Linked DNA regions of Zea mays: region 2 is linked to region 1. The links are chromatin contacts, called in public Hi-C maps. All regions are on one chromosome and are shown on one strand. Each heading gives the region's core, a stretch centred on a gene start, on an enhancer-like site or on the middle of the called end of the contact. The rest is flanking DNA. Distances are from core to core; before and after follow the strand shown.

Region 1 (6,696 bases), core at 1,416-3,915:
TTACCTACATCTCTGGAATGCAATATCTGATGTTGTATTGCAACCTAACTCTGAGGATAAGCATATCTTTTCAATCGCTTCTAATGGGCAGTATTCTGCATGCTCGGCTTATAAGGGTTTCTTCACTGGCTCTGTTGGTTTTGAACATTACAAAATGGTCTGGAAAACTTGGGCACCTCCTAAGTGTTGGTTCTTCCTTTGGCTGGTGGCTCATAATAGGTGTTGGACTGCAGACAGACTTGAAAAAAGAGGACTAAAACATCCTCCTAGATGCCCTCTTTGTGACCAAGAGCCTGAAACCATCAACCATCTTTTGGTTTCTTGTAGCTTTTCCAGATTATATTGGTACATCACTCTTCGGAAATTCGGGCTCCACATTCTTGCCCCTATCCAAGATGACACAAACTTCCTGCAGTGGTGGAAACGTATTGCTGATATTGTGTCAGGCATGACCAAGAAGGGGGTAAATTCACTTTTGATTCTGGGAGCCTGGATGATCTGGAAGTTCAGAAACAGAGTGGTGTTTGATGGGTCTCCCCCAAATATCACTACACTATTAGAGGCCACTGCTGAGGAAAGGGAGAAATGGATGGTTGCAGGAGCTAAGGGTCTTTCCTTTTTAGCTGCTCCCAGTACCAATGCCTGAGATAAGTTGTATCTTTTAGTTGTGTATGGATTGTTTCCTTTATGCTTGTTTCTGGCCTCCATAAGGAGGTCCTGTATTCGGGTCCTTTTCCGACCCTATTTCTTCTTACTTAATAAAATGAGGAGCATTTCTCCTGCGTTTTTCGAGAAAAAAAATATTAAGAAGAGACCGAAACATGGTCCCGGCTGAGAAAATCCCCGAACCCTGGCCCCCCAACCACTAGCGAGCCGTCACCGCCCACTCTGCAACGACCCAACCATAGGGTGGCACGCATGACGTAACCCGGGAGCGGGCGGGGCACATCAAGGGGATTTTTTTAACCAAGCAGGAGTTTACCCCCGAGGGAGATCGAACTCGGGACCTGGAGGTGCTACTCGGAAGCCTTAACCATTACGCTAGAGGTCCTTTCGCGAGGATTGTAACTAATACTCCATTCCTAAGTATATTTTGCCTTTTTCTAGATATGTAGCTTTTAACTCTGCCTATGATGCCTCAAGATAGCAGGTCCCAAGTCCTAGTAAAGTAGGAGGGTTTTGACAAGCTTGGCGAGCCAATATTAAACCAAGCCTAGCCATTCTAATGGAGATGAAACCTGAACAAAATCCATTAGGGCATAACCCTCTTAGCAATGCACGCAATATTGGAACCCCAGTGTGGTGTTAAATGGCAAGGGTCGGATCGGCAAGCCCTTGGTGACACACAGTGCCACGATCTGGACACGGTGTCAAGTGAGCAAGGATCGGTTTGCTACTTGGAGAAGAGGAAGAAGCTGAAATTGACTTTGTTGCTCCTGATGATCTATATGTTGAGGATGACTTATGGCCAAGCTCTTGATACAGATGATGAAGTTATTGCAACTGCAAGTGATGAGGATGTGGGCGGCATAAATGAGATGTACTTAGATATCGTTAGGCCTTATGGGTTTAGGGCAGTATGCCATATTTATCAGTTATCCGGTTTATCGTGTATTTGCTGGACATATATAGTTGCTTGCTACTTGTTGGGCCTATATTTTATTTGCTAGTGCTAGTATTTGATGTATCATATATGTCGTTTACTTGCTACTGGATAAATGGTTGCCTAGGCTGGAACTGCCTCACCGTGGTGCCATGATAACCATGGCTTAAGCGTCATGGTGAACAATCGTTTAACTGTGAGGTATACACAAGGATCTGGATCCATATGAAGGACAGGTCTGACATAGTAGCGATAAGCCTTTCCACAGAAAAAAGTCCCAAGTTTGCAAAATGTGGGGCAAGTCTAGCCTCAGTTATTCCTTTGCCAGATCCTACTCATGTAGGAGCTACCAGGACTGGGTTGTCCATGTGAAAATTTGCACCTAGGAAATATTTCCCAGAGAAACAAAAGGCACAGAGTAATAAGGGCAGCACATGTCAGCACACACTTTAGATGATGAATCATCGTCAGGCATGGAAGCAACAGGTTACTAATTTACTATAGGTGGTTGATTGGTGAATCTATTGAGGAATTACCCAAAAATATCTTAATTAAGGGGGTGTTTGAATGCACTAGAGCTAATATCTAGTTGGCTAAAAAATTCTAGTGAAATTAGCTAGCCAACTATTAACTGATTTACTAAAAATAGCTAATAGTTAAACTATTAGCTAAGGATTTGGATGTCTCCAACTAATTTTAGCCGCTAACTATTAGCTCTAGTGTATTCAAACATCCCCTAACACGCTAGGCACAGCAACTGAAAGTCGCAGCAGTAGTACTGATGAATCAGAACATCTGAACCATTCAGGGCTCGACGGGATCGGGGGGTAGAAAGGGAGTGCGCGAGCTCACATGAGGTGCTGCGTCTGCCTGATGGAGGCAACATCATCGGGGTCGACGAGCGACCTGAACCGCTCCGCCACCTCCTCCGCGGCTGCCGAGGGGGCGGGCTTCGGTAGCGGCTCCTCCATGTCTCCACCGTCCCTGTTGCTCCCACCGCTGCTGTGGATTACTCCGGAGGAGGGTCGAAGCGCTGCAACCTGTGAGCGATTGGGCCTTTCCGGGTGGGGATTGGGGAGCCCGAGCATCAGTTGGACCCTCGTGGACTCGTGGTGCCGCTTCTTTTGGGCCTAAACGGACTATGTTTCTGGATAGGAATGTGAGTTCATCCCATCTGGCAACCAGCCGCTGGGCTTGTAAAGTGGCCCATCCTAAACATTGTTCGGCCCATGATAATGAATAGTCTCTTTCCAATTTTTTTTGAACTACATTACCACACAGACCCTCAATAAAAAGTCTATTTTGCCTTAGACAACTATCACAATAAATCAGTTTTTTTCTTAAATATAAAACTGAACACAAATCCTCCCGTATCTCGCTAGTTGTTTCCCTCGGTGGATTTTCTTTCCTTTTTATGTTTATTTCGGTTAAATCTTTAAATAATTATAATAAACCATAGAAATATTAAAAATTTAAAAAATCATTTTGTCAAATTTTACATGGGTAGATCTACGTAATAAGGACTAGTTTAGAAACTTCATTTTTCCAACGTATTCCTATTTTCTAAAGGGAAAATGTACTAATTTCTCTTGAAAAAATAGAAATCCCTTAGAAAACGGGGTTTCCAAACTAGCCCTAAATATATGATATGATATATTTTAGTATAAAGTATTGTTATAGCATTAGATCTATGCTTTTTATAATTAATTTAAACTTGTATTTTTTTGTACAACTGAGGTGAAATATCTTTATGGTGATCTAATCAATTAATCATTGCATGTTTAAACTATTGTTGAATTTTTATTCTCATTGGATCATGTATTATTGAGTTATCTAGATTTATCTAGTTTTTTAAACAGTCAAAGTGTGCAAGATATAAAATATATGTTCTATGTGCACTGTTATTATTGTTATATATTATAATAAACGCTATTGTTATTGTTATATATTATAAACACTATTATTATTGTTATATATTATAAACACTTAATATAATCATGTTATTATAGAGAACATCGCATAGAAAGCACATTTTTTACATACTTTTAACTATTCAAAAACTATTCAACAAGGAAAAATATAGATAAATCATGATTTAGTCATATATCATCCTATGAGTATGAATTTTTTACTACATCTTAAGTATGCAATGAATAGCGTGTCATAATTTTTTTTTTGCCACAACTAGATCTTAAAAACTACAAATATAAATTAATCACAGAAAAATATAGATCTAAGATACAACAAAAAAATACTAAAGCATACCATATATACAATCGCTATATAGATCTATTAACTTGGAGTCCAAAAAAGTATATTGTGTTTTTTATATGTTTTGCCACAGTTTTTTAAGATTCAGTTGATACAAACATAAAAAGTTTTAAAAAGGAGAAAATACCAAAAGAAAGATATGTGAGATCACTTGTGTGTTTTTGAGAGACGATGGAGCTTACTATGTTAGAGAGAGAAAACATGGAATTTATACGTTGCATGCAAGTGTCAATATGAAAAAAAAAAGCGCTGCGCGGCAAGGTGCCAGAATTTATTACTCGTAGCCAGCAGCACATGCCGCTCTAGTCACGTCACATTGCAGGTCAAACTGCGAAGGCTTGAAGCCACAGCACGCACGCACCCTTGCGACAGCGGCACAGCAGCGCTGCACGTACGTCCAGTCGTGCTAGCCTGCTAGGCATGAAACAATGGTTCGCTGCAGCAGCCAGCAACGTATAGCGTAGTACTGCTGTTGCAGGCCTGGAGCCTGGAGCCTGCAGGCTGCACTCTGCAGAGGGCTTCCACTTCCAGTGTGGCACGCAGTCAATGTGCCATCACAGGTCAGACCGTCGGAGCACAGTACTGTTACTCTACGTGCCGCTGTGCAGCTTGGTCGCATGCCCCGGGCTCTGCCAAGTGCCGGCGCCGCTCACGTCGGCGGATCTCGGCGCCGACCCTGCTCTCTGTCGCGCACACATCACGGCACCGCAGCGTGCAACTGCAACCTCGCGGTGCAGCTATACATGTCCAAACGGGTCGGGCCTAACGGGTAGCCCGAAGCATGGCACGGGTTAGGCTCGACCCGTACCCGGCACGGCACGGAAGGCGACGGGCTCGGGCCGGCCCGGCACGACACCCGGGCCGTGCTTGGGCCTGAGTCGGGGCACGTCGGGCGGAGCCCGAGCACGGCCCGTTTAAGCTTACGGCCCGTTCCAAGCCCGGCTCACATCAAAATATCCCTCCCCGACTCCCCCGTCCGCCGCACCGCCCGCACGCGCACACATTCCAGTCTTCCACATTTTCGTCTCCTCTCTCGCCCTCGCGACCTCGCCCTCTCCGTCTCCGTCACACTCGCGGACTCGCCCTCTCTGGATCTCCTTCGTGGAGTGGCTCCGTGGATCCGTGCTTTGCGCTCGTCGGCCGTCGACTGTCGTGTTCCTCTTGCTCCGGTGAGCCGACATAGCCCCTGCCCCCTGTCTGTAAGTTCGACTACTTCTCGGCTTCTCCTAACCCTAAACCTAAACTGGTGAGTGGTGGTCGTCGGTGATTTTTCGGTGCTCTTGCTCTTCCGATTTGTTCTTAGATCAACCTTTGAGAACATGTACCTTGATGTTGAAGATAGTTCAAACAAGAGGGGGAAAGACAAAGATGTGGAAACTGGTCCCTCAACTTAGGTCTTAGGAGTTGGTTGGACTCTTCTTAGTTTACTTCTGTCTGCTATGTTTTACTTTTCTACTGATGTAATGAACTTAATGAACACTTGAACAATTAGGAGCTGGCTGTACTCTTTTCCTTCCTAGGGTTTTCTCACGAGGTGTGAGTTTTTACCTAGGAAGGTTTTTAATGAGGCAGCATTGCACTAACAGCTCCAATATTATTCAACTTATCTTGCCTTCTCATTTTTAGCTTGCTGGTACTTGTGAATTGTGAATTTGTAATTGTGAATTTGTGTAATTGTGAATGTGTGATCTTGTAATTGTGAATTTTTATCTTGCCTTGTGAATTGTGAATGTGTAATTGTGAATTTGTGATCTTGTAATTGCTGGCAGAATCTATGTGTGTAATTGTGAATTTGTGTAATTGATTTTTACTGGTATCTAGGCTAATGGGCGGCACGGCACGTTTAAGCCCACCGGGCTGGAAGCCCGGCACGGCCCGTTTAGAGGGTCCCCGTGCCGTGCTTGGGCTCTAAGTCCGGCCCGTGGGCGGGCACGGCACGGCCCATTACTGTTTGCGTGCCGGGCCAGCCCGGGCACTATTCGTGCCGGGCCTAATCGTGCCCGGGCCGGGTTAGCCCGGCACGCCCATTTAGACATGTATAGGTGCAGCCGCGCTTGCGTGCCGACCCAAACGACCAAGGGGCAGCAGAGGAGTCATCATGATGAGTGAGAGGTGCGCTGGAACAGTGAAAGCTGGCCCGGCAGGCTGGAGACAGAACGGCGGGAAGCTCTGCCATGGACAAGACGCGGCCTGTCTGCCTGCGGGTCTACCGTGCCTCTTCACTCTTCTGCCGCCTCGCGTACAAACCGGACAGCTGCCCCCGCCTCTTCTTCTACCTAGCGATGAAAACGGTTTCGGAATTTTTCGGAATTCCGGAAACCGATTTCAAAATTTTTCGATCGGATTCACCGGTAACGGTATTTTTCGAAAACGGAATCGGTTTTCGGAATTTTCTATCGGAATCGGTATCGGATCGGCGTGGTATTTTACCGATCATTTCCTTCGGTTACCGGAATTTGTCGGAAATTACCAGATTTGTGTCTCAGAATTTTCCGGAATTATGTCTCGTAATTTTTTTCGGAATTTTCCAGCATGTGATTTTTTTGCATCGCCTGTACGTCTCTGGATAAGGATTACTTATTTTTGTATTTTTAGACGCTTTAAGATTTTTTGATAGATGGTGTTGGAAGGCAGTTGAGATTAATGATTTGGTCTCTCGAATGAATCCACCCTTTTTTATGCATATGTTATGTATTAGTAATATAATAATGATAGAGAGCCGACAGTCTGTCTTTTCCACACACTAGATTTTAGGGTTTTCCTGTGAGGCTGTGAAAAAACTTTTTATGTGAGGAAAAAATATTTCATGAGTAAGCATGTCA
Region 2 (6,692 bases), core at 1,208-3,707, 150 kb before region 1:
AAGTAATATAAACAAAAACCAGCACAGTGTCAATGTTATTACCGTCATGTCCAACTGTGTTGATTGTTTCTGGAATTCTTTCATGACCTTTATCTGTTTCGCCGGTTCCATTTGCTGAAATGTGCAGTGAAATATAGAAGCCACTTAGAAGACAGTCGAAAAAGGTGTTCACAATCAAAATTTTCTTAAGAGGGTGTGTTGACACTGAATAACAGCTAACATGGTTGTCTTCCATCTTAGTTCTTACCTTGTTCATTGCTGACATAGCTTTGCTTGCACCTTTCATTCCAGCAGAGATTGAAGTGCCAGCATACATTGCCTGAATAAAGAATGGATGCATTAATCACGAGTTAATCTTGTCCACGATCAGAACAGAAATTCAAAAAAAGTCAAACACGAAGGTGGTCATGCCTGTGTGTGAGTAGCTACTCCACGAATCTGTGCCCGTGTGCCTTGCAAATTGAGGATTTGTTGCCTCAGCCTGACAAGTTGCCGAGCTAATATTTTGGTTGCAGCCTTGAGAAATTCAGATCATCTATCATCAGAACATAGGACAAAGCGAACTGGAGACTACCGATCTCCCTCAACTTCCTAATAGACTCACCTCATTTCCAGTCTTGGCAGTCTTCTTTATCTCTGCAACCAGCTTTTTCTCCTGCATAATGACACTATGGAATTACCAACACCAGACAATACAACTTGCACATAGATAGGTCGCATGGCAACCTGCTGGGCCCATAAGTTGACATGCCACGCTGTGGCTTCTACTTCTAGTAAGGGAAGTCCACAAACAATAAACAAATATTAAAGGCAGCCCCATGTACCCTAGAAACAGATAAACAAATTTGCTAGAGTAGGGGAAGTTAAGAAATAAACCAATAAAAAACAGTTGCCCAAGACAGCAACACTACATGTATCACACTCCCTCTAGGCCAGAGATTTGTTTTGCACTCCACACCTCGGACCACATGAGAAAGCTAGCTAGGGGCCTCAGGATGGTTAGCTTCTGCTTCTAGATTGTGGCTAGAGCTTGGTAGACACAGTATTATGTCAGAACATAGATATCAGCAAGTCATTCCAAGAACACAGGATACTGTAGTAGTAAAAACTGCACCGTGAATAACAGACAATGGTACATTTAACACAACCACTTCATGCCTCCACTCAAATTTATACTAAAATGTTTCAAACAGCACATACTGCATACCTCCATTTGCAGGGAACCAATCTCTCTCTCAACTCCTAAAAGATGTAAAATAGAGAGTTGATGTCAGAAAATTAGCATTGCAAATTATGTAGCCTCATTTTGAACTGAAGGGCTGCTGTCATCTAAATCTGAACTTTATAACAAGAGAAACTATCAAATACCAATTGATTTACCAAATTTATGATATTTTGCTGATCTGATTCAATATAACAAAGATCCAGTAGCAAACATGGTAGCGATTGCTGGATTCATTAGCATCACTGAGAGCAAAATTAAATAAAGGCTAAAAGGTCTGCTACCTAAGCGTCATTCTTTAAATCGAAGAGCTACTGTAATTTGATATGCCAAACCTGTAACAATATAAGTTATGAGATATCCACCTATATTCCAGATTCATGAACATGTGCTAGTCTGGTTCAATATAACACACATGTCGACTAGCAAATGTGCCAGCGATTCCTGAATTCTTTTTCCACGATGCCTGGGTAGCAATGCGAACTAATAGTCTACTAACAGTAAATCATCAGCAGTGGCAAACAATTGGTCAGCAGTGCTCGGTTGCTCACCCCGCGTGGCGACCGCCATTTCACGTTTGCTGGTCCTGAGAGCCTCTGCAAGTGACAAACAAACAGCAACTCGTCAGCAGTGCGTTCAGCACACGAAGCTTGTGATCCGCATTTTGCCCCCCAACGAGTTCCCGGAGAATCCGCAACGCATAACGGAACGCTTGACTCCTCCACTCGACCGCTCCTCACACAGAAGCGCACAAGTTGCCCTAAAACCCTAACCCCAACCAGGCTGGCCTCCCTCCAGGTCTGGCGGAGGCAGAAATCCATCGAGAACCTCGCCTGCGGAGTTCGGGCGGCGGAGACGGCACTTCCACCCCGCGAATAATCGAAGCTAAGCAGCAGTGAGCACCGAATAAAACGGCGGCGATAACCCCCCAAATTTCTCGCGGATCCACGAACCTAAAGGGACACCAGACCAGTCACCACCCTCCCGCGACAAAGGAAATCAAAGAGTGAGTAGCCGCACCTTTGGGGTCGACCTTCTTCTTGAAGATGTTCATGGTTGCCGGATCGCTCGGGACGAACCGCACGCGAACGAGGAGTAGACCGTCCTCAATGTGCTCACTCCCCGCCGCAGATGGGAACGCAGGAGAGAGAGAGCGGGGTGCGGCGCGTGCTGTGTTCGTGCGTAGAGAGTGGGAGAGGACGGCGCCGCGCGAGCCGAGCCCAACGGGTATTTTCACTTGTCAGTCAGTTGCCGACCCAGCCCAGCTTTTAGGTCACTCCAGGCTTCGCTAGCCGTTGCGGACGGAAAAACAACGCGCGACGCTACACGGCGGCACCTGGCCCCCTTCAAGCTTCAGACATGGAGCATGGGATCCACGTAAGCGTGGGACCCAAATCTCAGTGGAGGAATTCCAAGGGGTGTGCGGGAAGAGAGACCCGCGCGCCAGCGCATTGGGATTGGATCCGTGCCTAGGAGAGATGGCAATGGTTCCCGTCCTCGATTCCCGCGAGGAATTTCTGAGTTAGTTAGATAATGATTATAGAGAAGTTTCTTTCTCTACAAAGATGTAAACAGATGTAAACGGAAAATGATGGGTAAACAGGAATGGAAAACAATCTCTCTCTTGATTTCTAGCGGAGACCCGTTAGACTTTCATATGATGTTGTTTTCGTGTAATAATTAATGATAAAAATAAATAATTATCTTATAAAGAGATCACTCATTGTTACAAATATATTTATTTTGATGTACATATAATAATTTTTACACATGACAATATGTATCAGAGATAATGTTTTATATTAATAACAAAGGACATATATTCTAACTAGGTGGGTGCACGTGCGTTGTAACAGAAACATATAATATCACGATAACTTATATACAAAATATGTGTTATATTGTTATAAGAAAATGTTTCATAATCCATTTATGATCCTAACTATACATAAATTTTATTATTTTAGTTTAGTTGTTTCACCACTGCATTGCAACCATCAGTATTGTAGACAGCCTTGCGGAGCTGCTCAAGGACGAGGAGCGGCGGAGGACCAGCCCGTTCCCTGAAGTCGTGGATCAAGCAGGTTGCTACACCGCGGCTGTCGGCGGCGGCCACCGCATCGTCGCTCACCACGACGGCGCGGACAGAGCGTCGTGGAGGCCGTCGCCGGCGTCGTGGGATTCTCGCGGGGTAGTCGAGTCAATCTAGAGGCTCATATGATGAGTATTTATTGGTGTGTACATGAAATCCACTGAGTTTGGAAATGAATTTTGTCACGACAATTCACTGCGCGCGACAGTTCTAGCACGATCACTCGAATGCTCTCTTTTTTACACCAACGATCACTTGAACGATCTCTTTTTTTTTACATCAAATATGCTGCTCATCAAACGTCTATAACTCGCAATTTGGTGATTAGCCAGGAAGCAATACTGGGCGTTCGGTTCTTCGGTTCGGTTCGATTCCTCGATTCTTATAGAAATTTGGTTCTTCGAAAACTAGAACCGAAATAGCAAGATAAAGAAACCAGAACCGACTAGTTCGGTTCTCGGTTCTTCAGTTTGGTTCCTCGGTTCTAACCGAACTGTAACAGGCACTCTAAAATTCTAAATAACGACAACTTTTGTTAGAAATTTCAGCAACATCTCCACACAAACAACCACAAGTGCACAATGACCATAATTTTATTGATAATATATGGATGATTAGAGGTTCAACATAAGTTGATAAAACAACATCCGAAGCTACAAACACATGTAACAAATTGAATCTAATACTTTTGGTTTTTTCGGTTCTTTCGGTTCTTTGGAGTGCAGAACCGAAAATATCTCATTTATTTCGATTCTAAAAAAAATCAGAACCGAATTTCATAACGGTTCCTTCGGTTCGGTTAGTTCGGTTTCGGTTCTTGGTTATTTCGGTTCGGTTCCTCGGTTCCAGTTCTTTTTGCCCAGGCCTAGGAAGCATATTAGATGCATATACGTCTTTGTTGTATATGCATTGTATGTATCAAGGCCCATATACACCTGACATGTTGCTCCCTTAGAGCAAGGCTAGATGTATGTAAGGCCCTATTAAGGACACAACTATATCATTTTTATATATACCACTATATAATTTATCAATTTAAACTTTACAAAACTCATCCAACCAAATTACCCCAACACTCATAACCACTAGTAAATCTATCAAATAAATTACATGTAGACTTAACACGTCATCAAACACCAATGATTTAGATCACTAGATAACTCTGCCATCTCCCTTACTCCAATCTAATAAAAATATTATGTGTATCATCCTTCATCCTCCACCTCACATGTGACCCCTCCGCCCTCCACCTCCATGTGTCCCTGTCGTCCTCCGCCCTCCGCCCTCCACCTCCATGTGTCCCTGTCGTCCCCTCTCTCTCACTCATGCCTGAAAGGATCACGATGCCCAAGAGGGGGGTGAATTGGGCTTTTCTAAAAATCAACACTAATTAAAACCTAAGCAAGAGCTAAGCAAGAGCCCAACTTCACCCCAACTACTAGCACTAAGAATATAATACTAGAAATGCAACAATGCTAAGACAATACTTCAAATACTTGCTAAACAAATACACAATGTAAAGTGCTTGAATTAAGTGCGGAATGTAAAGCAAGGTTTAGAAGACTCCTCCAATTTTTTCCTGAGGTATCGAAGAGTCGGCACTCTCCACTAGTCCTCGTTGGAGCACCCGCGCAAGGGTATCGCTCCCCCTTGGTCCTCGCAAGAACCAAGTGCTCACTACGAGATGATCCTTTGCCACTCCGGCGCGGTGGATCCCTCGAGACCGCTTACAAACTTGAGTCGGGTCACCAACAAGATCTTCACGGTGATCACCGAGCTCCCAACGCCACCAAGCCGTCTAGGTGATGCCGATCACCAAGAGTAACAAGTCGTAGACTTTCGCTTGACCAAGAGAAGCCTAATGCAAGTGATGTGTGCTCTAGGTGGCTCTCGCTAGCGCTAATGAGGAACAAACGCGGATTAAGATTCTCTAATCTCCTCACTAGGCTTTTGGTGCTTGCAATGCTCTAGCAATGTGCTAGAATAAATGTGGAGTGCAAGACATTGAATATGGTGGGTGGAAGGGGTATAAATAGCCCTCACCCACCAACTAGCCGTTACAGGCAACTTTCTGCGCACTGGCGCACCGGACAGTCCGGTGCGCCAACGGTGCGCCACAGGTGTGCCAACGGTCGTTTCCAACGGCTAGTTCTGACAGCTAGCCGTTGGACTCATGGCACACCGGACAGTCCGGTGCGATGTCCGGTGCGCTGTCCGGTGCGTCACTAAAATTCATCTCTGAAACCTGCGCTCTCGGGTTTATGGATGGAGAAGGATCTTCCCCGGGCCAGCCAGGCCCCACCTGGCAGAGGGTGCACCGGACAGTCCGGTGCACACCGGACAGTCCGGTGCCCCAGGGCCAGAAAACCCTAACTCTTGATTTTCAGCTGATTTTCAAATCGGTTTTCGTTCTAACTTGTGAGTGAGTTCTAGAGTGACACCTAGCACTGTATGTGAGTGTGATTGTGCACCAACACTACACTAGAACTCTCTTGGTCAAACTACTCATCGACAACCCCTCTTTATAGTACGGCTAAAAGAGAATAAAAGACCTAACTAAATCGCGAGTGTCCACATCTCCTTGACACTCGGACTCCGTAGACCTTCGCCTTTTGTTTCGTCGTTTTAGCCGTCGCTTCGAGTTCTTATCTCCGGGATTGTTTTCACCGTTGTAGTACTTCTACCTGTCATGTGATCTAACTTACCATTTGTCTCTGCAAAACATACGTTAGTCACATATAATACTATGTTGTCATTAATCACTAAAACCAACCAGGGGCCTAGATGCTTTCAATCTCCCCCTTTTTGGTGATTGATGACAACCCTACAAGTTTTGTGAGAGTAGTTTGTTTTGAAGTTTCTGTCAATAGAAGGGATGGTTAGTTATACTCAGTAATCTTTGACAAAAAGAACGTGTATCATACTAATAAGAGTGAACGCATACACATCATAAGATTCTTGTCATATAAAAGTGAAGTTAAATCAATGAAACAAGAACTTAGAAGACTGGTGATAAAATATAAGGTGAAAACATAATACACACAGTCAATCATAAGCAACAAGAGTATATATCGAGTTTGTGAGCCAAAAACATCAAGCTAGTACAGAGAGTAGCAAGCACATATATTACATCAAAATGACTCTCTACTAACTCTCTAACTCCCCCTAGCTCTCACAACTCATATCTCTCCCCCTTTGGCGTCAAGCACCAAAAGGGCATCCGAACCTAAACATCTGAAGCGGGAGGAGGCAGCGGGGGCGCATCCGGTCGCGGTCGAGGCAGCAGAGCGAACGCCGGCGGGGGGTCAGAGTCAGTCTCGGATCCAGGATCTGCGGTAGAAGCTAGAGCTGGTACTGACTCGGACTGAGGCCGCGCTG

Evidence for each region. Hi-C and Micro-C count contacts between places; a contact is called where the count stands out from the background.
Region 2: a contact with region 1 is called in a Hi-C map of root tip, with 5 times the contacts expected there. The contact joins the promoter of LOC100284170 here to the promoter of LOC100276011 in region 1. A contact is called at or near these places in 2 of 25 Hi-C or Micro-C datasets (root tip and tassel).

The regions. Positions count from the first base shown.
Region 1 is chr5:18,015,993-18,022,688 of Zm-B73-REFERENCE-NAM-5.0, reverse strand. LOC100276011 reads right to left here and starts at 2,665. Exons shown (of 3, transcript NM_001149905.1): 1 at 2,456-2,665. The coding sequence starts at 2,574.
Region 2 is chr5:18,162,439-18,169,130 of Zm-B73-REFERENCE-NAM-5.0, reverse strand. It overlaps LOC100284170 (charged multivesicular body protein 2a), which reads right to left and starts at 2,457. Exons shown (of 11, transcript NM_001157066.2): 1 at 2,243-2,457; 2 at 1,774-1,818; 3 at 1,208-1,242; 4 at 605-655; 5 at 412-516; 6 at 248-319; 7 at 43-114. The coding sequence starts at 2,276.